Linked DNA regions of Mus musculus: all the other regions are linked to region 1. A link is a contact called in public Hi-C, HiCAR-type, HiChIP or PLAC-seq and promoter capture Hi-C data. All regions are on one chromosome and are shown on one strand. The core of a region is the stretch at or near the end of the contact, and the rest is flanking DNA. Distances in the headings are between cores, read along the strand shown.

Region 1 (2,930 bases), core at 408-2,907:
TCCTGTGATTCCTCATCATCTCCGAAACCACATCCACAGATAAGAGTCCACCCTCCAGTGAAAGAGCCATCGTCCAACCTAAGGGCCCGACACAGAGAAGGAAAACAACGCTACCTCTGCCATTGGACGCTCAGCCTAGGTCACGACTGCAGCACCGGCAGCTCATCCTTTTGGGTCTGGTTCAAGATTCACAAAACTGCACACTCGGTATTTTATAAAATAAAGACAGACACACACACACACCCCTTCCTTTCAGACTAGTTTCCTGTTTACTGCAGACAGAGATGCAAAGCCATCCATTAATCTTTGATGCCTTCCCACTGCAAAGGCCCCTTCCCCCGCCCCATCTCACTCTCTCCCCGCACCTCCCCCAACCCCGCCTGCTTTGCTCAGATACATTTGAACTGTAGTAACCCCAAGCCAGCTCGCCGCAAGCAGGCAGCGAGCACAGCACAGCAGCGCGGCACGGACGCAGCAGCCCCAAGGCTAGGGGATTACGTGGAGCAGAAACTCTGCCAGGAAGAGAAGCCCGGGTGCTCCCTGCCTCGCCAAGGGTGCTGGCTCTACCGCGCCTCATAAGGCGCGCTTATATGAGTCAAGTTCCTAACCCTTAGATAGAATAGGGGGTTCATTCCACAAAGGTCCTAGGGTGGGAAAGCAGAACTGGAGAGGGCGAACCCAGGGATGGCGAGCGGGAAAAGGAACACAGTAAGAGAGAGATGAGCTGCTCGTGACTGAAGAGAGGCGCACTGCACACTAAGCCAGGGGTCCCCCTATTCTTTGGGCTTGGCAGGTCTTTCTGAAACCCGCAACCTGCACCGCCTGCACATGGTTAGGCTGAGTTAAGGGGCTGCGAGGTGAGGAGACGCCAGGGAAGAGGGAAGAAGCTTGAAAGCAAAAAGAGTGAACAGAAACGCAAAAGACGAAAAGTTAGAAATGCAAACCTGAGCAAAGGAGCCCGGACTGGACACCTCTGCCAGAGAGACCGGGAAAGGCCTTGCAACCGGGGTACAGGAGAGCAGAGAGGGGTGAGCCCCAATGAGGGCATCTCAGGAATGTGAGGGTTCTCTCCCTCTCCAGGCGCGGGAGGAAAGAAGGATGGAAGGTGGTGAGGAGGCAGCCGAGGCCCCGGGAACGAGTATGAGGCTCTGCGAGGAGGTCGCAGGAGACTGATCGCTGCTCAGGGGTGGGCGGGAGGGCGCGGTGCGGAGGGGGACCAGGCCGGGGCCAAGAGCCGGAGAAGGAGGGGGCGCGGCGGGGAGGAGCGAGGGTGGGGGAGGGGAGGGGAGGCGCAGTGGGCAGCAGGCCTGCGGGATGCTCCCGGCTGACCGCAGTCACCTGGAGCCGCAGCCTCCCTGCCTGCGGGGCGGCACTGGGGATGGCGGTGTCCGCTGCTGCCCGGCTCCGATTCCCGCCCCTCCGGTGAGATCTTCGGTTCCGACGGCGGGGGGCCCGGTTTGCGCGGCTCACAGCGGCGGCTCTCCCGCGTCCGGCCTCGGCTGCGGCGTCTCGGGAGGCGGAGGCAGCGGAAGCGGCCCGAACCGTGAGGTCACCATCCTCCGCGGCGACAAAGGCGCTCCCGGGCCGAGCGCCGGCACCAGCGCCCGGCGGCCGCCATGGCCTGGTCCCCGCGCTCCGGCTCCGCCCCCCGCGCTCTGCGGCGACCGCCGGCTCGCGCGCTCTGCGCCTGCGCGCGAGCTCGCCATCGCCCGGCCCCCGTGCGCCCACGCTCACTCACAATCGCGCACGGCGGGATCTTCCCGCACCGCCTCCGTTGAGTGGGCCCGAAACGCCGGCTTCTCTTTGGTGCTGGTCCGGCAGACTATTCCAAGGAAGGGTGAGGCGACACCGGGACATGCACTGTGACCCCAGCCATTCTGACACGTGTTCGCGCTCACTCCGCAGACACCACGAGCCGCACGCGCCCACACCTACACTCACCTGCTGGGACCACGTGGGACAATGTGAAAGGCTGGTCCCTGCCGCGTGCAAACCCAGAGCAATTTTTAACTCTCTCCTTGACTAGACTAAGACTCGTCTCTAAGGCATCAGGGACGACGAAGAGTAAAATGCTGGATGAGTGAATGGTTTGGAATTGCTCCCTGGGACTGTATTCCGGCTCCTTCGTTTGGTGCAAATGATTAACTACTGTATGAAAATAAAAGGTGTAAATAGGTTTGCCATTTCTTTTGGTTCAAGGTTCAAACCACATTAGTGTGCACACACCCTTTCCCTGAAACCCTTTTGTTCTGCTCTAGTCTCCTAATACTATGGCACATTCTTGCCGTATTATAAATGTAGAAGCTTTTAGAGCAGGATCTGTGTCTATATAGTATATAAGCTTGCTGAGGACTTAAGCTGATCTTTGCAGGGATCTATTACTACGTTCATCTGTATTACCATTGCCTCGCTATTACCTTCTGCCATTTGCTCTGTTGTTCCTTGCTTTTAGTTTAGTCCCTTGAGAATCAGTTGCCACTAGAAACTAGTGTGGCCTTTCATTAGGCAGTGCCTAGGTAACAGAAGATGAACACCAAGTGATTTGTAAGGCATTGCAACCATTCTGGCTCATTCGGAAACTTGCCAAGAGCCTCCACCTTACAATCTGTACAAGACAAAATGAGTATTCTTTGATGTTTATGTGTCCTTGTCCACTGCTTATGAGACACATACACCCACGATTCTGAACCTCTGGGTCTCCCCTGCTATAAAACTGTAAACACAACCTCTACATATACAAGGTCATCAGAGCAGGAGAGATGGCTTAGCTCTTAAGAGCCCTTTTTGTTCTTCTAGAGAACACCCCACCCCCAGGTTCAATTCTCAGCACCCAGGTGTAGCTGGTAACTCGAGTCCCAGAGGATCTGACGCCCTCTTCTGGCCTCCATGGACACTACAAACATGTGGTGCTCAGACATATCTGCAGACAA
Region 2 (3,004 bases), core at 39-2,538, 1.2 Mb before region 1:
GGCTTCATTATTCGGGTTCTGAATTCTCAGTGCTTCCGGGCTGTTTCCCATTAAAAACAAGAATTTTTATTTTAAAGGCTAATCTCCAGTTAGGTTCTTACTGTGAATAAGCACAGACACTTTTTATGCTTTATCTCCTGGAATGTTTCTGATACAACTGAGAGGTAGGTACTGAGGCTTCTTAAGTAAGAACCTGGTAGGGGCAGAGCCTTGGTTTGCACTCCCTTCATTCTGCACAAAAGCTGGTGCTCTTGATGGCCAGGTGGAGACGTTGGCTCCTGAGTCCCCGGAGGAGGTTGTACTTGTGCCCTGGAAAGCTCCCAAGGAGCTACTTTCCCACCCATTCTGCACATTCGCCTCAGCTGAACTCTTATTGTCATCGGAGAAGCTATCATCTGGGCTTCTTCTGGTATGTGAGGAATATGTTGACTCCTGCTCCATCTCTGGATCGCAGTGTCCCCATCAGAGAAACAGGAATGGCCAAACATCCTGAGTCTAAAGACACCGTAGAATATAGACCTTTCTAGGTCAAGGTTGTGGTAGCCATAGGAATGATGCAAACAGGAATGACCATCAGATGAAACCCACCCAGGAGTACAGAAACAAAACAAACAAAAATGCAAGCAGAAAAAAAAAGTGATGTGTGTGTGTGTGTGTGTGAGTACTGTGACTTTCTAGAGCATTCTAACATAGCAGCAGCTTTTAGTCTCATTATCTAAGAAACAGTGTGTTTTTCTTTCAAAACAACTCAAGGCCTCATGTCCCAGTTTGGGTAGAACTTCTATCTTGCTTAGTCCTTGGAAGTATCTCTCGGTACCCCAGAAGGATTAGAGGATCTGCAGTGGAGTCACGGGACTTGTGAGGGTCCTGGGGCAGAGACCATTGGTGTGTCTTGACTAATGAGATGTCCATTAATCCAGATTACATGGTATATTTCCTGTTTCTCGGAATTTTAAGCCACAATGGAAAGAAGAAAATCACTGTCAAAGCAGAGATCTCCATAGATATTCTTGTCTCAAGTTGTAACATCTCTGGGAGCCTGCTTGGGCTTCTGCTCTCATTGGCTCCAAAGGCCTCTTATCTTCTCTCTGTCTTCAAGACATTCTTAATCTTTTGAGACTTTCTCTTCTTGCTTTTATTAGAGCAATTTTACTATCTACACCCATTTCTTCAGGACTCCTGGCATCCTGTCCTCCATAGGGTAAGGCCCACCATGGCAAACTCAGATGGCAGTGGAGTTCAGGGAGGAGTGAGCCATGCCGTTATGTAAGAACTCAGTGTACCAGAGGACATTTGGTCTGACGAGAGGGGCGTGCCACTTCTGGGTTTTACCACCCATGCTGCTTTGTGTTGTTGGATCTTCTAATTTTTTAAGAAAAAAATTTCCAGATTTTTATGAGTAATCTCCCATGGGTCAAACGCTGGTTCAAATATTTGAAATGATTCTGGTGCGTCCAAAATGAAATAGCCACATGCTTGCTAACAGTTTCCATTACCAGTGTAGGTGTTTAAAGACAAAGTCCAGAGAAGAATTAATTCTGCAGTTACTTGGGCAAGAAAACGCAGAGCTTGGTATTGAATACATGGGGTGGGAGAAAGGGAAGAGAAAAAGACTAGAAGGAAAAACATGAGGTGAATTTCTCAAGGGTCCTCCTATCCTACAGAGGAAGATGTTTTAGCATTTGCTTTTCTCAACTTAGTTGCTGAGGGACTAATAAATTATCTTACTTTTGGTGCATCTTGCTCATCGAGTCTTGATCCTGAGTGATGTCATAGAATGGACAGAGAAGGAATTGATGCCCACTGGTTCTGAAGTCAACATTATGCCTCATGAGTGGTTGGAGTTAAGTTTGTGGGGTTTGTTCGGTTCATTCCCAGGCTTTGCTGTACGCGTTTGTTGATTCTTTTATTTGGAGAACACTGACAACTCTGGGTGAGATGTTTCTCAGGTATGAGAAGTGGAGAAGACCAAATATTATTGGTAACTGCTGGTATTAATACAAGTGCTCAATTTGGCTGAAAAGGGCACGTCTCTAATGAAGACCAGATTGGACAAAGAAGGGGCTTGCATGGAATGTCGGACATTTTTCTTTCTTCCATCGTAAGCTTCATGAGTGTTGTGGCCACCGGCTAAATAAATGTCACAAGGACTTGGTTTCCTTGCATTTATCATATCTGCTCCTCGTCATACTGGCTTTATTCCCAGGATCCTTATGATGTCATCTTGATGCATGCTAAGTTCAGCAGAGAGGCATTTCAATTGAGTAACTGTCTATCACTTTGGTCTGTAGGCATGTCTGTCGGGGGATTGTCTGGACTGTTATTTTGATGCAGGGCATTGGCACCATCACTAGGCAAGTGGTCCTGGGTTGGGTAAGAGTTAGCCAAACATGTGCCTGTGAGCAAGCTATGTTCCTTCACAGTTTCTCCTTCAAGCTTTGGATTGAGTTTCTGCCCTGACTTTCTTCAATGATGGACTGCGCCCTGAATGTGTAAGCCAAATAGATCTTTTATTCCCCCAAACTGCTTTTGGCTAGAGTGCGTTTTCACTGCAACAGAAAGGAAATTAGAACATCCTGGAAACTCCTTCCTTGCTGAGGACTGTAGAACTCTTGGAATGCAGCCCACAGGTTAACACAGCCACGACGAGTGTGACTTAATGTGGCACGACCCTGGGGACCACGAGTCCTGAGGACTTTATGCTGTTATGGAGTTCTGCTCTGGTTGCTGTCCTTACATCCCTCTTAATCTAAGAATTGTAGGAAAACTCTAAGGGGGCTTCGAGACCCGCACTGGGCAGCATTTCTGGCACTCATAATACTAATGCTTGATCTCTCTCGGGCATTGCTGTTGGAGCAGATTAATGATTCAATCACTACCCTTGGAAAGAACTTAGAAATGTAGATTGTCAGCTATGATCTCCACCCTTAGAAAACATTTGGAAAAATAAAATTGTTAGTGAAGCTAGGTCAAGATACTTTTGCTACTGGCTCTGATGTAGGAA
Region 3 (3,062 bases), core at 221-2,720, 1.1 Mb after region 1:
ACTCCTCTGCTCTGGTCACTGACTTCATTTCCATTCCCGACCATTCCATGCCTTCTTTTGTCAGAGATTCTCATTCTTTGGCTTCTATAACATGTTACTGGTTTTCCGTGAACACCTCTCCTGTTCTCGACTTCTCTGCAGGCTCATCTATTTGCACACGTTTATTTAGAGGCTGATTCCTTACAGAGCAGCAAGAGCCTCACTCACCACTCTAAACAATACCAGTTGCCAAGATTCAGGAGGAACAGTATCCCACTACTGGGGTTCCATACTATCTCTCTGCCCTAGACTTTTCATTTGATCTTCAAATCTACACAACCAACTGTGTACATGACATCCACACCCAGAACACTAAGTATTTATCCACAGCATTCCTTAAACTCCATGACTTTCCTGTGAAATTGTGTCTGCCTCCATCTCCCGAGTTCTGGCTTTATAGGCATATGCCACCATAGAGGTCTGTGTATGGGGCAGGTGAGACGGTTCACCTACTGCTCCTGTAGACAACCCTAACTCAGTTCTCAGCATCTATGTCAGGTGGCTCACAACTGTCCCTAACTCCAGCTACAGGGATTCCAAGAAGACTACACACGTTCTTACAAGGGCAAACCCACCTACCTACTTATACACATAATTAAAATAAAATAGACTTAAAAATAAAAACAGAAGTGTTAGAAATCCGTGGTAGTATATACTAGAAGCACAGATTTAATCATCTTCATTTTAACAGTTACCATTTCTTTAATTTACCATGCAGACCGTCACCAAATCTTTACAACCACCCTATTTTATGGTGAGGAAACAAGTTTGGGGCGGGGGGGGGGGGGTTAACACCTTCAGATAACAAGACATTAGTGAGAGACGACAGATCGCAAACCCAAGCCTGACTTTAGTTGGTCTTTCAACCCCTGTTACAAACCACAGACACTGGAGTGCAGGCCTGTCACATTCAAGATTAAGAGGGACTGAAGTGTTTTGTCATTAGGTTCCACTGCTCTGCAGAGGGTCCGGCTCTCTCCGAGTTAGAACTTTAACAGCTCCCACTCACTGATGCAATACGGACATTCTAATTTGACCCTCACAAAATAAGATCATCTCCACCTAACGGAAAAAACTGAACCTCAAAGGAACTCTTTTGGGGACAGAGGGCTCAGCTTCGGTACGGGCTGCTCAGGATGTCCGGCTTACAGTGACCAGGGCTTTTCCTTGAGGAGTCAGCCTCGGTCCGGCTGAACGCGAGGGCGGCGCCTGCGTCCTGGGCCACAGTCTCCACCCGGGTCCGCCGTTCCACGACGGCTCATCACCGCGAGGACTCACTGCAGGGGATACCCGCTCCCCGAGGTCCCCAGTTCGTCTGCTCAATCTCAGAACCCCAACTTACCCAGTCGCGCCGCAGACCACTCAAAACCATCCGCCAGAAACGAAGCGACTCGGCAATGTTTACTTCCGGGTTCCCTGCCTTCTTCCGGCTGCGCAGAGATAACTTCCGGGAGATCGGCACATGCGCATTTGCAAGCGCTTGGCTCTTTTTTTTTTTTTTTTTTTTTTTTTTTTTTTTTTTTGACCCAGAAAGGCGAAGTGATGGCAGTGCAGCTTTCTTTCTGGAACAGCACAGAATCTTTTTTTTTTTTTTTTTTTTTTTTTTTTTTAAAGATTTATTTATGTATATGGATAATCTATAGCTGTACAGATGGTTGTGAGCCTTCATGTGGTTGTCGGGAATTGAATTTTTTTAGGACCCCTGCTCGCTCCGGTCAACCCCGCTCGCCCAGTCAGTCTCTGCTTGCTCCCACCCAAAGATATATAAGTACACTGTAGCTCTCTTCAGACACACCAGAAGAGGGCATCAGATTCCACTACAGATGGTTGTGAGCCACCATGTGGTTGCTGGGTTTTGAACTCAGGACCTTCAGAAGAACAGTCAGTGAGTGCTCTTACCTGTTGAGCCATCTTGCCAGCCTACAGCACAGAATCTTAGCAAAAATGATTATTGAAAATGCTGCAAAGGTCGGCGTAATGGCACACACCTTTAATCCTAGCAGAGATAGGCATATCTTTGAGGTCCTGGCCAGTGACATAGGAAGACCCTTTTTCAAACAAACAAACAAACAAACATCCCCATAAAAAACAAACTCCTGGAAAATAGGCGACTTTGGTGAATTTATTTTTCTTAAAAAAAAAAAAAAAAAAAGCCTTATGCCAGGCAGTGGTGTCACATGCCTTTAATCCTAGCACTTGGGAGGCAGAGGCAGGCAGATTTCTGAGTTCGAGGCCAGCCTGGTCTACAGAGTGAGTTCCAGGACAGCCAGGGCTACACAGAGAAACCCTGTCTCAGGAAAAAAAAAAAAAAAGCCTTATGTTTTTTGTGTGTGAGTTTGCACATCATTGGCGTTAGATCATCTGTGACTGGAAATGCAGATATATGTCTGTGAACCAGAATGAGTACCAAACCGGGGGCTTCTGCAAGAATGACCTGTATTGACTACTGAGCCATTGCTTGGCCATTTTTCTTTATGCTGTCTTGTGGTTATTTATACTTCCCCTACGTGAAGTGCTCTTCAGATATACAGGACTATAGCTAACGTCCCCACCACCTCAGTCAAACAGCCCAAAGTAGTAGACTTTTTAAAAAAGGAACTTGAAGTGGGTTAAGAATGTAAAAATAATTTTGATTTTTCAAGGCAGCTAAAGGCAGAGCAGAGTCCTGCGGACTCAGAGCGCAAGGCTTGAGAGAGGGACCAAGAAGGCAGGGATTATCTTTGGATGAACGCTTTCTGTAAAGCTAAATTAGGAGAGACTTGTATTAGCTGAGGACTCTATTATAAGTTTACCAACCAGGTACATTATTTCCCAGTAACAAGTGGGGATCACAAAGCTGGCCTGGGAACACCATCACTCAGAAAAACATGTCCTTTTAAAGACAGGATGGTGATATTATTTACACTTGCAGTGGACTGGGGAAAAGCAATGTTTCCTGTTGGTGAGAGGGGAAGAAAACCTCTCAAGGAATTAGACAATGTTCACGTGGAAGCTGTGGGAATGTATATAGATTTATTTTTGAA
Region 4 (3,086 bases), core at 548-3,047, 1.3 Mb before region 1:
ATTGAGCAAAACCAAGAAAAGACAGCAGGCTGGTTTCACTGTCCCTTCAGACTGCAGTATCGCACACTTGGTAGGGGGTGAGCTGGGGGTGGGTTTCTTAGTAATTTTCTTCAGCTATTCAGTCTTGGAATCAGAGGTGTGGCAGTTTTGTTAAGACCTCTTTCAACTTTTACACTAAGCTGGTATTCTCTTCCTCATATGATACACTGAAAACAGCCATGGATCTGTAAAAGAAATGACTTTTCTCTTTGGCAAAAAAACAGAGCTTACAAGTAATGAAATGGTCCCAGCTAAATGTCTGCACACTTAATGGGAAAACTGAATACTAAAACCACCAAAGCAAAATCTTTTCAGACTCGCAGCTTCTCAGTGAGGTTTCTCTTCCTCCAAAGTCAGTGGGAAAATTGTTCTCTTCAGAAGCACAGACAGGAACGTGTTGTATCACAAATCATCCTAAGGAAACGGAAGCCCCTGGCTCTTCACCCTCATGGACTAAGAGGGCCGCAATGATCTTCATCCTGAACTGGAGAAGACGGGAATTCTACAAAGTTAAGAACTTAGCTCTTTCGGTTCTGAAAACGGTACTCCTTAAGCACTTCCTTGGTAGCAAAGCACCATCAGAAGCGTCAGACAAGTTGCTTTAAAGAATGTTGTTTTCTGGGGTCAAAAAGAGCTTCTATACTTCCTGGTTTCAGGTTAGGTGGGTGGTTCAAAAGAACTGTTTCTTTACCACACTTATTGCATAATCACAAAAACCCAAAAAGGAAGAGGGCTGGTTAAATATTTAAAGTCTTATTTCCTGGTGACCTAAAAGACCTACTGTTATTTTCGATATGCTCAACTTAAAGTGCTAAGGGTTTCTGAGTATACTAAAAGCACTGAGTTATTTTACTCTGAAAGGAGTTAAAAACAGGTCAACAGGATATAAACTGGGCTTTTTTTCTTTTCCTTCACCCTTTAGAGTAATTTTTATTTACATGATTGCCCACCCCAAAAGGAAGTGTAGTGGTAAAGTTAGAGGAAAACAGTCACGGAAAGTTGTCTGGTCATCTGCTTTCACTTAGTGTGACAAACCCGAAGGGCGAGTCTCCTCTTGAGCAACTCCAGCCTGTCCACAGTGACCACTTGTTACACCTCCCACTCACTCCACTGCAGGTTCACTAGAAATTCAAAGGTGTCTACCAAGGTAAAGGGCATACCAGGCCAGGCCTAAGGTGTCTCCGAATTACACCACGGGGGTTACCGGGGACGGGAGCACGCGTCCCCTCGCCCCCAAGCCGGGCCTGGTGTCCAGGAGGCCAAACTCCAAGCTGGGTACGACGATCAAAGCATCTGTCTGCCCGGCGCGGGGTAGGGGCGCGGTGAGGACGTCCCGGGGAGCAGAGACCGGAGCAGGGAGGGGGGTTTTGAGCCGCCAGAGGCTCGGAGACCGAGGCCCAGGCCCGCCGCGGCCGCCGCCTTCACCAGGCCGCAGGGCGGGGGGGCGTGCCGCGTGTCCCCGCGCGCTGGACCACCGTGCGCACGCTCCCCGCCCCCGCCGCGGGGCCGGCCGCAACTGCCCCCCGATACTCACGCTTTGTCCACCAGCTCCCGCACCTTCCACATGTTCAGCATCGCGCCCCGCGCGGCCCGGCCCGCCGCCGCCCGCCGCCACTCTCCACGGACCCCGGGACGCCTCCGCGCCGGGGCTGGTCCAGGTCCGGGTCGCCGCCGCCACCCACCGCCGCGAACTCTCCCTAGCCGGAGCTCCTTCTCCCGGCCACAGCCACGGCGCCGCCAGTGACACGTCGAGACGCGGCCGCACCGGCGCTGCGTGGGGCGGAAGTGGCCGGCTTTCCGCCCGCGCCGCGCGCCGCACGCCGGGAATTGTAGTCCGCGCCCTGCGCCCCCGGAGCGTGAGAGGGCTGAGATCGCTGCGGTTTGGGGACCTCTGACACAGCCTCCGCGTGATTGCCATCACAACAGTTGCAAGACTTACTCGCGCTCACCTTCTTCAGATGTACACATTGATGCTAAGCACGATTACAGAGTGTGATTGGCGTGCGTGTTCTTCATCTACGCACGTGTTTCTGCATTTGCTTCCAAACATATAGGCGTCTATACATCACTGAACCTGGGATTCCAGCCCTGACCAGTGTAGAATTTTATTCTAAATCCTTCCCCACTCTAGTTTTATGATACAATGATTTTATCTGTAGACAGCTACCTAGTACCCTCGTTAAGATAGTTTGTAACAAGCCTCAGAAACTTAGTTCACATTAGTTGGGAAACCAGAAAGCCACCAGTACTCATACACAGCATACCTATATGTGTTTTATGTGATATACCCAAGAACTCTGTGGCTTTGGTTTCTAAAAGCATACATAATTTTTGAGATCTGCTAAAGTAATTTCCACTGATCAGGTTTTTCACTTAATATGTCAGTCAAAACTTGTGATAAAACTTGAAGTAATACTACATTTTGTTTTAGGCAATTCCTTAATTTTTATAAGTTTTACCTGCCCTGGTTGCAGACTGCTTTAATCCTAGCACTCAGAAGGCAGAGGCAGGCGAATCTCAATGCGTTTGAGGACAGTCTAGTTTACATCAGAAGTTCCAGGTCAGCCAGGGTTACACAATAAGACCTTAATTTTTAAGTTATAATTAAAACCTTTAATTAAATGTTATTTATTTGTAAAGAAATAAAATAAAAATTACTTAAATGTTAAAATAAAGTTATATATGTAAATATATATGTATTTATACATATACATTTTTTTAATTAAAAAATAATTCTGCCACTATTTACTGAGCATCTTCAGGGTGTTACAAGCGAGGACTACAGCTGGGGCTCAAGTTCCCTGGGAGCTTAAAGGTCACTGGAGGAGGGACATAACAATCAAGAAAATATTTAATTAGAGAGAATAAGTGCTTGTCAAAACCAAGAACATAATGTTACAGACAACAATGTCAGAGGAAAAACAGCAGAATATTCAGGGCTCTTTGAGGAGATTGAATGTATGCTAAAACTGGAACAATACAAAGGAACTGGCCCTAAGAAGATCAAGAAAAGAATGATTGGGGGAGGGAACACAAGACAAGTAAGA
Region 5 (3,319 bases), core at 111-2,610, 1.4 Mb before region 1:
ACTTCCAAAACTATCCATGAACTTTCCTCTCTTTGAGTATTGTTATGTTGCCTGGGCCTTCACTTATTCCATACATGATAATCACTCACTGTTGTTCTGATACTCAAATCACCTCAGATTTGCTCAGTGGCAGCACTAGTCCTCTGGGCTCATTTTGTCACTTCGTCTTATTACTCCTAGCAGTTCTTTCCCTTCTGCCACAACATGTGCCCCAGTCTCATTTTGTGTTTTCTGTGACTCATCTAACTAGGAGGCAGTCACTTCTTCTAGGAGTATACTCTAGTGGAGAGAGGTGTTAGCAACCACGAATTGTATGCCTATTGCTTTCAGGGTATCATTTCATCTGTGCCCAGTGGGCAAAGCTAGGAAATGCATTTTAAAACAATCCTGAGTTCAAGAGTGGGCAGATGGCCCTGTAATTATTATGTTTGCCAGGCAAGCGTAGAAATCCAAAGTCAAATTCTCAACATTCAGATATAAAGTGGGATGTGGAAGCTTATACCCATCAGCCCCAGTGTGAGATAGGCAGAGAGAGGAGGCTCCCTCAAACTTGCTGGCCATCTAGTGACTTCTAGGTCAACCAGTGAGAGCCAGGATCAGTGAAAGGCAGTCTTAAAATTAAGATGAAGGGGGATTGACGAAGATACTTGATGTCTTCCTCTGACCTCCACAGATGCACATAAACTCACCCACACACATACAAAATCTTTTAATAGTGATGAGTACAAATTTTAAATTCACCTAATGACATATGGCAGGGTAACCTGCCTCTGGTATTCACTTTTGGAAAGCCTGAGAAAGGAAGGACACACCATGTGGCTTCCAGGGATCAAAGTTATCACACCTGGCATCAAGCATCTTTACAGACTGAGTTGTCTTGCTGGCCCTTTCTTTGTTTAAATCACACTTTACTGGAACAACCACTAAATAACTCTAGAAAAAAAAAAAAAAAAACCAAACAGGGTCAATGGAAGAAAATACAAAATTGTACAGATGATCAATTTCTATTTTATGTTCCTTGTTTAAACTTACCTAGAAGAATCTAGAAGATCCTCCCCACCCCATCCCCGAACTATAAAGTGATAATTTAGTGTATTTCATCTTAGCAAGGAATTTAGAAATGCTACTTAGAAATGCTTTATAAATGCTATTTAGAAGTACAAGACAAAAAGGTCACAACTATACTTTTAAACTTGGTCACAAAACAACATCTGATAGCTTGCGATTTGCTGCCTACGGGGTAACAGACAGGCACCCACAGCCCAGAAGAACACGCCTGGCAGCCAGCTGAGTTGAAGGCAATAGAGTCAATAGAGAAACCTCCACCGTGGCTAGAGCGGCTCTGACAGCGACAGGAACTTCCGGGGTGGGGCCCGTCCATTGCTTCCTTATGGCGAATGTGGGCTTTCCGCACAGCGAGGATCGGCAGTCTTTTGGCTGCTACTTCCGTTATTTTAAGACGGTGCCTGAGATTGGGGGTGGCCATGGCCAAGAGCAAGTTTGAGTACGTGCGGAATTTTGAGGTTCAGGACACATGCCTGCCGCACTGCTGGGTGGTGGTGCGGCTGGACGGCCGGAATTTCCACCGGTGAGCTGGAGGGGCGGGAGACCGCGTGGTGCGCCCACACTTCCGGGAAGTGCGCCTCTCGTAGTTACCGGGGTAACGCGACAGCCAATGAACACTCAGCATTGAGCGTCGCCTGAAGGACTTGCTAGGTGGTTGAGATATTTAAAAGGAACTGGGTACTGTAATTGGTGAAAAACCCGTGCTACTTTAGCTGAAACCAGTTTGCAAGAACTTTGTGTGTGTGTGTGTGTGGGGGGGAGGTGTCATTTCTCGGTCCACTACTTAAACTTCAGTCACACGTGCGACCCTTTTGTTATTTTTGAGAGTTGTTAAGAGGCCCGCATAAGCCTAACTGTGGTCATGAGTTGATAGTATGTCCCGTTCTCATAGTCAGCTTCATATTACATGAACTGACTGCACTAGAGTCAGGAAGAAAAAAGGAGAGTAAACTATTGGGGACTTAATTTCAATAAAGGGCTATGTTATTCGTTATTACCATTTTATAGCTGTTTAAGTACATAGAGCTATAGTAATGTTTATTGAGCACTTAGTAAGAGCATTTTGATCTCCTAATCAGCAATACAACCTGATAAGGTAATAGTGTTCTCAATTCACCCAGTAAGGTGAAACTTCACAGAAAAGTGGATTGAAGCCTAGCAGTTGTATCCCTTTTTGTCAGTGTGTCAAAGTAAGAAAGAAAAACGTGTTTTTTTTTTTTTTCTGTACATGCTTATGCGTAAGTTTAGGGTTAATGTTGGGTGTCCCTCCTCAGAGCTGTCCTCCTTGTTTTTCTTGAGACAGTCTCTCATGGAACTTCCTTGGAACTCACCAGATACTCTAGCCTGGTGGTCATCTAGCCCCAGGAATCCTGCCTCCACCTCTCCAGCACTGGGATGACAAGCAGGTGCCACCAAGCCCCCACCCTGTTTTATGTTTTGGGGCTAGAACTTGGTCCTGACAGTTTACCTACTGAGCTATCTCTCCATCTCTCTTAACTGCCTCTGTGGATGGTGTTGGTGATGACACTCTCCACCGCTTGTGCCCCTCTCTTTCCTCTATGAAGGTTTGCTGAGGAGCACAACTTTGCCAAACCTAATGACAGTCGGGCCCTCCATCTGATGACCAAATGTGCCCAGACAGTAATGGAGGAGCTGGAGGACATTGTGATTGCGTACGGCCAGAGTGACGAGTACAGCTTTGTGTTCAGGAAGAAGAGCAATTGGTTCAAAAGAAGAGCCAGGTGAGCTTCAAAACCAGCCTCCGCTAGGATGCTCTCCCGTTCTCTGCTCCTCTGTTTCTCATGGCGACAGCTGAGATCCTCAAAGTTGTGGGTGATGCTGCATTTACAGAGTGTACATGTCCTATTTTGACTGTTTCCTTCCAATGAGATCTGAAAATTCTTGTGCTGTGTATTTTTTTTAAGATGCTTTCTTTATTTAATTCTTTTCCTTCTGTATCCTGTCAATCCAGCTTCCAGACTGACCTATTGAATAGTTAGACGGATAAGCAGAGACTTAAGCAGAGACTTTGAGAGAAAAATAGAGTACTGGTGATTCATGGGTAGCATTGCAGGGTCACTCTTTCCATGTATTAAAGAGTTATTTAAACTTTTTAACAAGGAGATCCATCTTATATTGAATTTGGTAGTATACTGAAACTCTTTGGGGAATCAAATTATATGATGAATTGGTATGTCTTCAAAATAATGGTCCCCTTTCTTCCAAGACGGAAAACAATACCATACCCACAAAA
Region 6 (3,329 bases), core at 633-3,132, 1.4 Mb before region 1:
TTAAGAGAAGGGAACTGAGGCTTTGTGGACTTACTGTTTGGAACCATAGCTAACCTAGTTTTGAGTTAGAAAGACCAAACTGACTGGTTGGAGCTGTGAAGAGTTTTCTTCTGTAAAAAGACTAATCCTAAAGAGGGTATGCATCCTCTTTACTCTCTAAATTATCTAACTAGCCAGTATCTACCTAACACCCTGTATTTTGGATCCACAATAAAAACAGAAAGATTTAGAAGATCTGGGAAAACAGGAGTCAAAATGATACCACATATATTTTAGAATTCTGTGTATTACTAGAACCCCGCCCCCCACCCCTCCCACCCCCGGATTTTGGTTTTTGGTATTTCACTGACTCTCACGATACAGACAAAGCCAAGTAAGCTGGGACAGCGGTGGCAGTGGCCTGGCCCTGATACTCACTGTATCGGAATCCACCAACGCTGTCTGAAGAGACCCCGACATACTTGTCTTTGTTCTTCTTTGCTTTCTTTCGCTCTTCTCGAAGCCTGTCATCATCCTGTGCAAACTCAACCAGTTCCTTTACTTTCTGTCGAATGTTTATACCTTGATCCTTGCCATGCTCATCTTAAGGACAATTAAGGAGAAAACGAACTGTAAGAACTCCCTTAGTGTGCACCAAACTCAAAAAAGAATAGAAACGAAACTACTTACAAAAATAATGTCAAATTTTAAACTTTTTCAGGAGGCAGATTATGGCATTAAATTCTAATTTGACTTATGACCCTAGACAGCAGAACTAGACAAGATCAATTGATGACCTACTGAAAGGATTACACATGATGACATACGGAATGCACACAGCTCAAAGTGGTTTCTATCATATTTTAACAAATAAAGAATGACCACTCACTTTTAACACTCTGATGGCCCAAAAGCACCCCAAATATCTTGTTTCCCCAAGACTGGGAACACTAATCACTAGGACTTAGTGCAACTAAAGCCTGCTATTTTATAGTAGTCACAAGGAAGACAGGCTCCAAAGGAAACGCTCCCTGCCCTGTGCTGCCTTCACATTCAGAACACACTCTGGCCTCGCGCAGTACAGACTATCTGCTGGGAGGGGGCCTGGCTTCAAACAGATGTGTGTGTTTTGGAGCTCTAACCTTCTCTTCCCACATGATTAAAGCTATTCCTTTATGGACACCACAGGGGACCAGTCTCCAGTGCATATTTTAATATAAACCCCAACACTCATGTTGTGTTGGTTCTGTTGTTATTAGCCAGTCCTTTCTGCAAGCTCCTGTCTTCACTAATTAATACTCTAGGGCCCCACGCCTTGGATTCTGCACTCGTCACACAACCAGCAAGAGTCACATGCTAATTAGAGCAGAGAAGCTTCCAAGCTGGTTCAGGTGACTGACAACTCCAACTACTGTTTTAATTTGCTTATGAGGGTTTTCTATTGCTCACCTACAAAGTGGTAATTTTCCAGGGATCGCAAATCATAAATGTGTTCTCTGGCACTTGTAACAACTCGCTCCGATCCATTTCTTATGAGGTAAGCTAGGAGCAGCAACGACTGTGGAAATATAAAGCACCAAATGACTGAATGGAATAAGCTCTGGAAGAGCAGTGGTACACAGTTACACACAAACACAAACTCCAACATTACTCGATGCTGGTGGTGAGGAGTGTGCCCTCTCCTTTCTGTTTGACCGAAAGACAGTCCGAACTTCATCCTCACGTTCCTAGTACAGAAAATAATTACAAACTACCTAGGCAATGGCTACTTTAAGATTTAAAGTAACTAGTAATTCTGAAGTCTAACACTAGTCAAACAAATCATGGGATTTCCAGGAGTGGCCTGGCTCTCGCTGTTGGCCTTCTGGAGCCACTCCCCTAAGTACTAGGGACATGGGAGGATCCTTTTGTCTTTACAAGACCCTGTAGGACCCTGTAGCAGTGTCCTGTGAGAAAACCCAATTCTGATGCTAATGAGGTTTCAAAAGATTTCAACAGAAGGAAAACTTTGCAAAATTGTTAAGCCAAGGGATGCTAACTAAGTGGGCATGCTAGATGCTGAGTCAGAGGCACCTAGCAATGATGGCCGGGCTGGCATTAGGCAGCAGGGCTCTTCACAAGCTGGTGACGCAGCAGGAAACACTCCTCTGCTTTTTCACCTAAAACTTCATTTCACTATGATTTCAGGTCTGTGCAGGGTGGTGACCCTGAGGGCACAAACTCACACTTAATAGTAAGTAATCTGGGGGGGTTGGTTTCGAAACAGGGTTTCATCATGCCTCTCTGGATGGCCTCTAGCTCACGGTAATCCTCCAGCCTCAGCCACCTAAATGTTGAGAGTGTTGCCCTGTAGCCATTTTACTCAGATTTCCTAATCTTTTGAAAAAGTACAATAATCTTTAAAAGCCCCCATTTTAGAAAAATTATACAATTTATAGAAATCTCAGAGAATATTTTAGGAAACAAACATCATAAAAATCACAAAATTTGCTGGACATGGTGCCACATGCCTTTAATCCTAATAGTTGGGGGACAGAGGCAGACAGATTTCTAGTAGTTTAAGACATAGTCTATATACTTAGTTGGGCTAGCCAGGGCTACAAAGAGAGACTTTGTTCTCCCCAGCACCCTCACCAAATTAGAACAGGGGGGAGGGCTGAAGAGACGGCTTAGTGGATAAAGTACTTACCATGCAAACACTGGTATAGAAGCTTGGATCCCCATCACCCACATAAAAAGCTGGGCAGGCCTGGCTGCCACCTGTAATTCTACTCTGAGGAGACAGGGATCCCAAGCAAGCTAGCTGGATCAGAAAGCTCTGAGTTCAGTGAGACTCTGCTCATAAAATGGAATGCCTGAGGAAGACACAGGAGCAAAGCTCTGGCCTCCCTATACTTCCAAACACACATACAGTGGCACATTACACTCAGACACTCAACAACAGTAACAGTAACAACAAAATTCTAGTTAAAACAGGTTTTTAATTCTGAGAGTCAAAATGTCACGTTGCAAATGTGAACACTGCTGTGGTCTGCTACGTGTGAGAGTGAATCCTTTTGGCGTACAGCATGTTTTGAGAAGCAGGAAAACATGATTAACTAGGAAGACCATCACCTTGCTTTAGAAATACAGAATCAAAATGAGATGAATCCGAGGAAAAGTCCACACACAGGTGAAGCCAGAAGTCTGCACACCTCACTCTCAGTGCCAGTCCCAGCTTATAGACTTCGCTGAGCGGAATGGTGCTATCACCCAACCACAAATTAAACAAAGCTGTTTACAGAGGTGACAAACATGAGACTGGTTTTTAATTTTAAACAGTCAAGTAGCAAACTTGCATATGAGTAGAG
Region 7 (3,048 bases), core at 64-2,563, 1.3 Mb before region 1:
TGTTTCTGGAAGGGACAAGCTCTTTCCCGTATGTTGGAGAGGGAGGTAAAATCTAGCCCGAGAAGTGACATTCCAGTAGCTTGCTTAATGAGTACCTGGAGAGTGTCACAGGGGCCAAGGGCTTCAGCCCCATGAGCTGAAACTTTTATGTGTCATGATGGAATCCTGATATGGAGTGTACTTCCCTATGTTATGAAAAACATCAGTGAAAACTATAGCAGCACTAAAACATGCTCTACAGACAAAGAAGCCCTGTGTTACCTTGAGATGCACAGTGCATTGGAGTCCTGCCTGAGAAGTGTCCTTTTGCTGTAGAAGAGAACCTTGGATCTTAGAACTGAAGACAAGAGCATGGGCTGGGGAGATGGCCTGCCATGGCAAGCACAGGACCCAAGATAGAATCCCTGGAGCCCTTTGGAAAGCAGAGTGGTGACAAATCTGCAATTCCTGACTCCTATATTAAGTGGGTAAGAGCTTTTCTCTAGAAGCTCGAAGACCAGCTTGAGTGACACATGCAAGAGATCCGGCCTTAAATACGTTTGAGGATAGGCACCCAAGGTTGTCTTCTGATCTCCACATGCACATGCACACACAGCATCCATGCATGTGCACATAGCATACATGCGTACACACATGCACTACAGCATACACACGTGCAAACATAGCATACATGCATACACACACGAACAAATGGCATACACACATGCATAAATAGCATACATGCATACACATATACACACATGGTATATATACATGCATACAACATATACACACGTACACAACACAACATATACAGTATACACACAAGCACACACAGCATACACACATGCACACACACACTTCTCATACACTTATTATTTCTTTTAGTTTCCTGCCATCGTTATAGCACATCTCAGTGATGAAGAGAGAGTGCTCAGAACAAATGTGACCACAAGCACACCATTGGAGGAGGGCCTTGTTAAGTGCTTTTTGTCTTAAAAACAAACAGTTTTGCTGAACTGAAGCAGGTGCCGCCCGTGTAATCCTAGCACTTGAGCAGCAGACATAGGACGACCAAGAATTTCAGGTTACCCTTAGCAACATTTGTTAGAGCTTAGTCTGGGCTACCCGGAACATCTCATTCACCAGCCCCTCCCCTTTCCTTGCCTCTGTCTTCACCCTCCCCCTTTCTGTGAGGCTGAGGATCAACCTAAGGATTTAGGCACATCAGGCCACCACTCTTCCTCTAAGCTGACCTTAGTTAGCCAGTGAGGCCCTTCTCCCTTGATTCAAAGGTCTGCCTTCAATTTACTCTCCTTTATCAGTTCCTGCCTTTTAACAGTCAGCCTGGGGTAAGGTAAAGGGCATACAAGGTCTGCCTCAGTTCTTTTCCTGCTTGTGGGTTTTGGCAACTATTAGATTCCTTTGTTGTAAATGTGGCAGTCTTAATTTCCTCCCTGCCTCCTGACTGAATAAAGGTGAACTGGCAATAGATATTTAGTTACTGTTAGGTCTCAAACCAGGAACAAAGAGCTGAGGTCCTATTAACATATCAAAGCAGACTCTGGCCACCAGGTCCTGCCAGTATCCCTCAGTCCCTCTCTGCTAAAATGTATGGCTAGTATACCCCAGCCCTCTACCTTGAACTCTCCAGCCCAGAAACTGAGCTGTCCTTCCTTTAACTGCTTGCTATTCACTACATAATCCAGTCGTTTGGGGGCACACTGGTCCTTTTTACCCTCTTTTATCTTTTTGTTCTCCTGGTCTCCTGGCTATCCCCTTCCCACTCTCCTCACATGGCCTGGCTCAGACTGCTGGTCATGTCCAGTCTGCACTTTCCCGGATGTCTCCACATCTGGCTATGCTCTCCCTCATATCTCCACTAAACTAACTATCTCCACCATATCTAGGAGCAGCCATGTCCTCTTTTTTATTTCTTTATTTTCATTCAGTGACTGTAAAGAGAGATGGATAATGTTGCCAGGTGCCTGTCCTAAGAGCTGCCTGGCACTCGATACAGGGCTGCCAGCATTCTCTAACAATCTAGTTCTCACTGTGATCCTTCAGTATGTTACTCTTCTCTATCTGCTAATCTAGCTCCCTGGGATGCATGGCTTAATCATTCATTCATTCTTTCATTCATTCAAGTATTCATAAACTTAGTTTTTTTTTAAGTTACATTCATTAGAGAGAGAGAGAGAGAGAGAGAGAGAGAGAGAATTGAGACATGTATGGGGGTCAGAGGCTAACTTGTAGAAATTTACCATGTGTTTTCCAAGATTCAAATTTAGGTTGTTAGGCTTAGCAGCAAGCGCCTTTCTCCACTGAGTCACCTAACAGCCCCATACAAGCTTTCATTTGTGGAAACTTTCAAACATAATAAAGCTTAGTGAACTCCCGCTCTTGTTTCAGAGATACTACCATCTCCTAGCTAAGATACTACCATCTCCTAACTAAGTGACTTTAAATGAATCCTAAGTCACATTGTGTGCCTGTAAATATTGTCCATATGCATCTCAAAAATAAGTGATCTACAAAGGTACCAAAATGCCATTATTTTATCTTTAAAAAAATTAAACTGGGCTGAGTGGTGGTGGGCATTCCTTTAATCGCATCACTCAGGAGGCAAAGGCAGGCAGATATCTTGAGTTGGAGGTCAGCCTGGTCTACGGAGTTTCAGGGCAGCCAGGGCTACATAGAGAAACACTGTCCTTGAGAAAACAAAACAAAACAAAACAAAACAAAACAAAACTGGGTGTGGTGGTTCATGCTTGCAATCTCATGTCGGAGGCTGAGGCAGGAGGATCATGATGAATTCCAGGGTAGCCTGGAAACACACACACAGACACACACACACACACACACACACACACACACAGAAAGACAAAAGACAACAGCAAAATGTTTGTGTGTCTGAAAGGTAAATCTCAAGTTATAGTCACAACTCTAGATCTTATCCCTTCTACCCTGGTCCCTCCCTTCTAACAAACAGCATTCTATTTTTAGGTATTCATAATCACACTATATGTAGCCAGACAACATGCATTCATGAATGTACTGTACATGGAA

Evidence for each region. Promoter capture Hi-C pulls out the DNA fragments that hold promoters and counts their contacts. A called contact is a pair of places that touch in the nucleus more often than the background predicts. HiCAR-type assays count read pairs that join an accessible place to other places. HiChIP or PLAC-seq counts read pairs in DNA pulled down with a chosen protein or histone mark.
Region 2: a HiCAR-type map of fibro-adipogenic progenitors shows a contact between it and region 1, with 9 times the contacts expected there. The contact joins the enhancer-like site here to the promoter of Rnf145 in region 1. A contact is called at or near these places in 9 of 39 promoter capture datasets (the 3T3-L1 cell line, 3T3-L1-derived adipocytes, embryonic stem cells and 4 more), 6 of 115 datasets of contacts at active chromatin or transcription factors (embryonic stem cells, fibro-adipogenic progenitors, large pre-B cells and 2 more) and 1 of 9 other capture datasets (liver).
Region 3: a contact with region 1 is called in an H3K27ac HiChIP or PLAC-seq map of regulatory T cells, with 10 times the contacts expected there. The contact joins the promoter of Slu7 here to the promoter of Rnf145 in region 1. A contact is called at or near these places in 7 of 39 promoter capture datasets (the 3T3-L1 cell line, the C10 cell line, cranial neural crest and 3 more), 2 of 484 Hi-C or Micro-C datasets (bone marrow-derived macrophages and muscle stem cells), 3 of 115 datasets of contacts at active chromatin or transcription factors (embryonic stem cells, regulatory T cells and stem cell-derived neural progenitor cells) and 3 of 9 other capture datasets (adipose tissue, liver and macrophages).
Region 4: a promoter capture Hi-C map of pre-B cells shows a contact between it and region 1, with 15 times the contacts expected there. The contact joins the promoter of Clint1 here to the promoter of Rnf145 in region 1. A contact is called at or near these places in 5 of 39 promoter capture datasets (the HPC-7 cell line, embryonic stem cells, frontonasal cranial neural crest and 2 more), 6 of 484 Hi-C or Micro-C datasets (B cells, CD4 T cells, CD8 T cells and 3 more), 12 of 115 datasets of contacts at active chromatin or transcription factors (the 230-238 cell line, cardiomyocytes, craniofacial prominence and 8 more) and 1 of 9 other capture datasets (adipose tissue).
Region 5: a Hi-C map of B cells shows a contact between it and region 1, with 8 read pairs. The contact joins the promoter of Thg1l here to the promoter of Rnf145 in region 1. A contact is called at or near these places in 7 of 39 promoter capture datasets (cranial neural crest, embryonic stem cells, frontonasal cranial neural crest and 3 more), 4 of 484 Hi-C or Micro-C datasets (B cells, CD4 T cells, CD8 T cells and 1 more), 2 of 115 datasets of contacts at active chromatin or transcription factors (embryonic limb bud and stem cell-derived neural progenitor cells) and 1 of 9 other capture datasets (macrophages).
Region 6: an H3K4me3 HiChIP or PLAC-seq map of embryonic stem cells shows a contact between it and region 1, with 7 times the contacts expected there. The contact joins the enhancer-like site here to the promoter of Rnf145 in region 1. A contact is called at or near these places in 21 of 39 promoter capture datasets (the 3T3-L1 cell line, 3T3-L1-derived adipocytes, the C10 cell line and 14 more), 14 of 115 datasets of contacts at active chromatin or transcription factors (the 230-238 cell line, craniofacial prominence, embryonic brain and 7 more) and 1 of 9 other capture datasets (embryonic stem cells).
Region 7: a contact with region 1 is called in a promoter capture Hi-C map of hippocampal neurons, with 5 times the contacts expected there. The contact joins the enhancer-like site here to the promoter of Rnf145 in region 1. A contact is called at or near these places in 9 of 39 promoter capture datasets (the HPC-7 cell line, HPC-7-derived erythroid cells, cranial neural crest and 6 more), 5 of 115 datasets of contacts at active chromatin or transcription factors (craniofacial prominence, embryonic forebrain, embryonic limb bud and 2 more) and 1 of 9 other capture datasets (embryonic stem cells).

What each region holds. Positions count from the first base shown.
Region 1 is chr11:44,517,683-44,520,612 of GRCm38.p6, reverse strand. Rnf145 (ring finger protein 145) reads right to left here and starts at 1,657. Exons shown (of 11, transcript NM_028862.4): 1 at 1,339-1,657.
Region 2 is chr11:45,684,110-45,687,113 of GRCm38.p6, reverse strand. All of the region lies in intron 3 of Gm39816 (a long non-coding RNA gene), which reads left to right. Among named protein-coding and RNA genes, the nearest start is that of Gm35282, 18 kb to the left of the region's middle. Within about 2 kb of position 1,288, at least 15 of the 459 cell types and tissues checked have an H3K27ac peak or open chromatin away from gene starts, as enhancers often do. A contact at or near this core is called in fibro-adipogenic progenitors, where this site is marked.
Region 3 is chr11:43,432,139-43,435,200 of GRCm38.p6, reverse strand. It overlaps Slu7 (SLU7 splicing factor homolog (S. cerevisiae)), which reads right to left and starts at 1,470. Exons shown (of 16, transcript NM_198936.1): 1 at 1,382-1,470.
Region 4 is chr11:45,850,680-45,853,765 of GRCm38.p6, reverse strand. Clint1 (clathrin interactor 1) reads right to left here and starts at 1,797. Exons shown (of 12, transcript NM_001045520.4): 1 at 1,574-1,797. The coding sequence starts at 1,614.
Region 5 is chr11:45,953,544-45,956,862 of GRCm38.p6, reverse strand. It overlaps Thg1l (tRNA-histidine guanylyltransferase 1-like (S. cerevisiae)), which reads left to right and starts at 1,360. Exons shown (of 6, transcript NM_001080969.3): 1 at 1,360-1,588; 2 at 2,631-2,807. The coding sequence starts at 1,398.
Region 6 is chr11:45,884,639-45,887,967 of GRCm38.p6, reverse strand. It overlaps Clint1 (clathrin interactor 1), which reads right to left. Exons shown (of 12, transcript NM_001045520.4): 4 at 1,429-1,537; 5 at 418-582. Among named protein-coding and RNA genes, the nearest start is that of Clint1, 34 kb to the right of the region's middle. Within about 2 kb of position 1,882, at least 18 of the 459 cell types and tissues checked have an H3K27ac peak or open chromatin away from gene starts, as enhancers often do. A contact at or near this core is called in embryonic stem cells and stem cell-derived epiblast-like cells, where this site is marked.
Region 7 is chr11:45,834,111-45,837,158 of GRCm38.p6, reverse strand. All of the region lies in intron 2 of F630206G17Rik (RIKEN cDNA F630206G17 gene), which reads right to left. Among named protein-coding and RNA genes, the nearest start is that of Clint1, 16 kb to the left of the region's middle. Within about 2 kb of position 1,313, at least 19 of the 459 cell types and tissues checked have an H3K27ac peak or open chromatin away from gene starts, as enhancers often do. A contact at or near this core is called in craniofacial prominence, where this site is marked.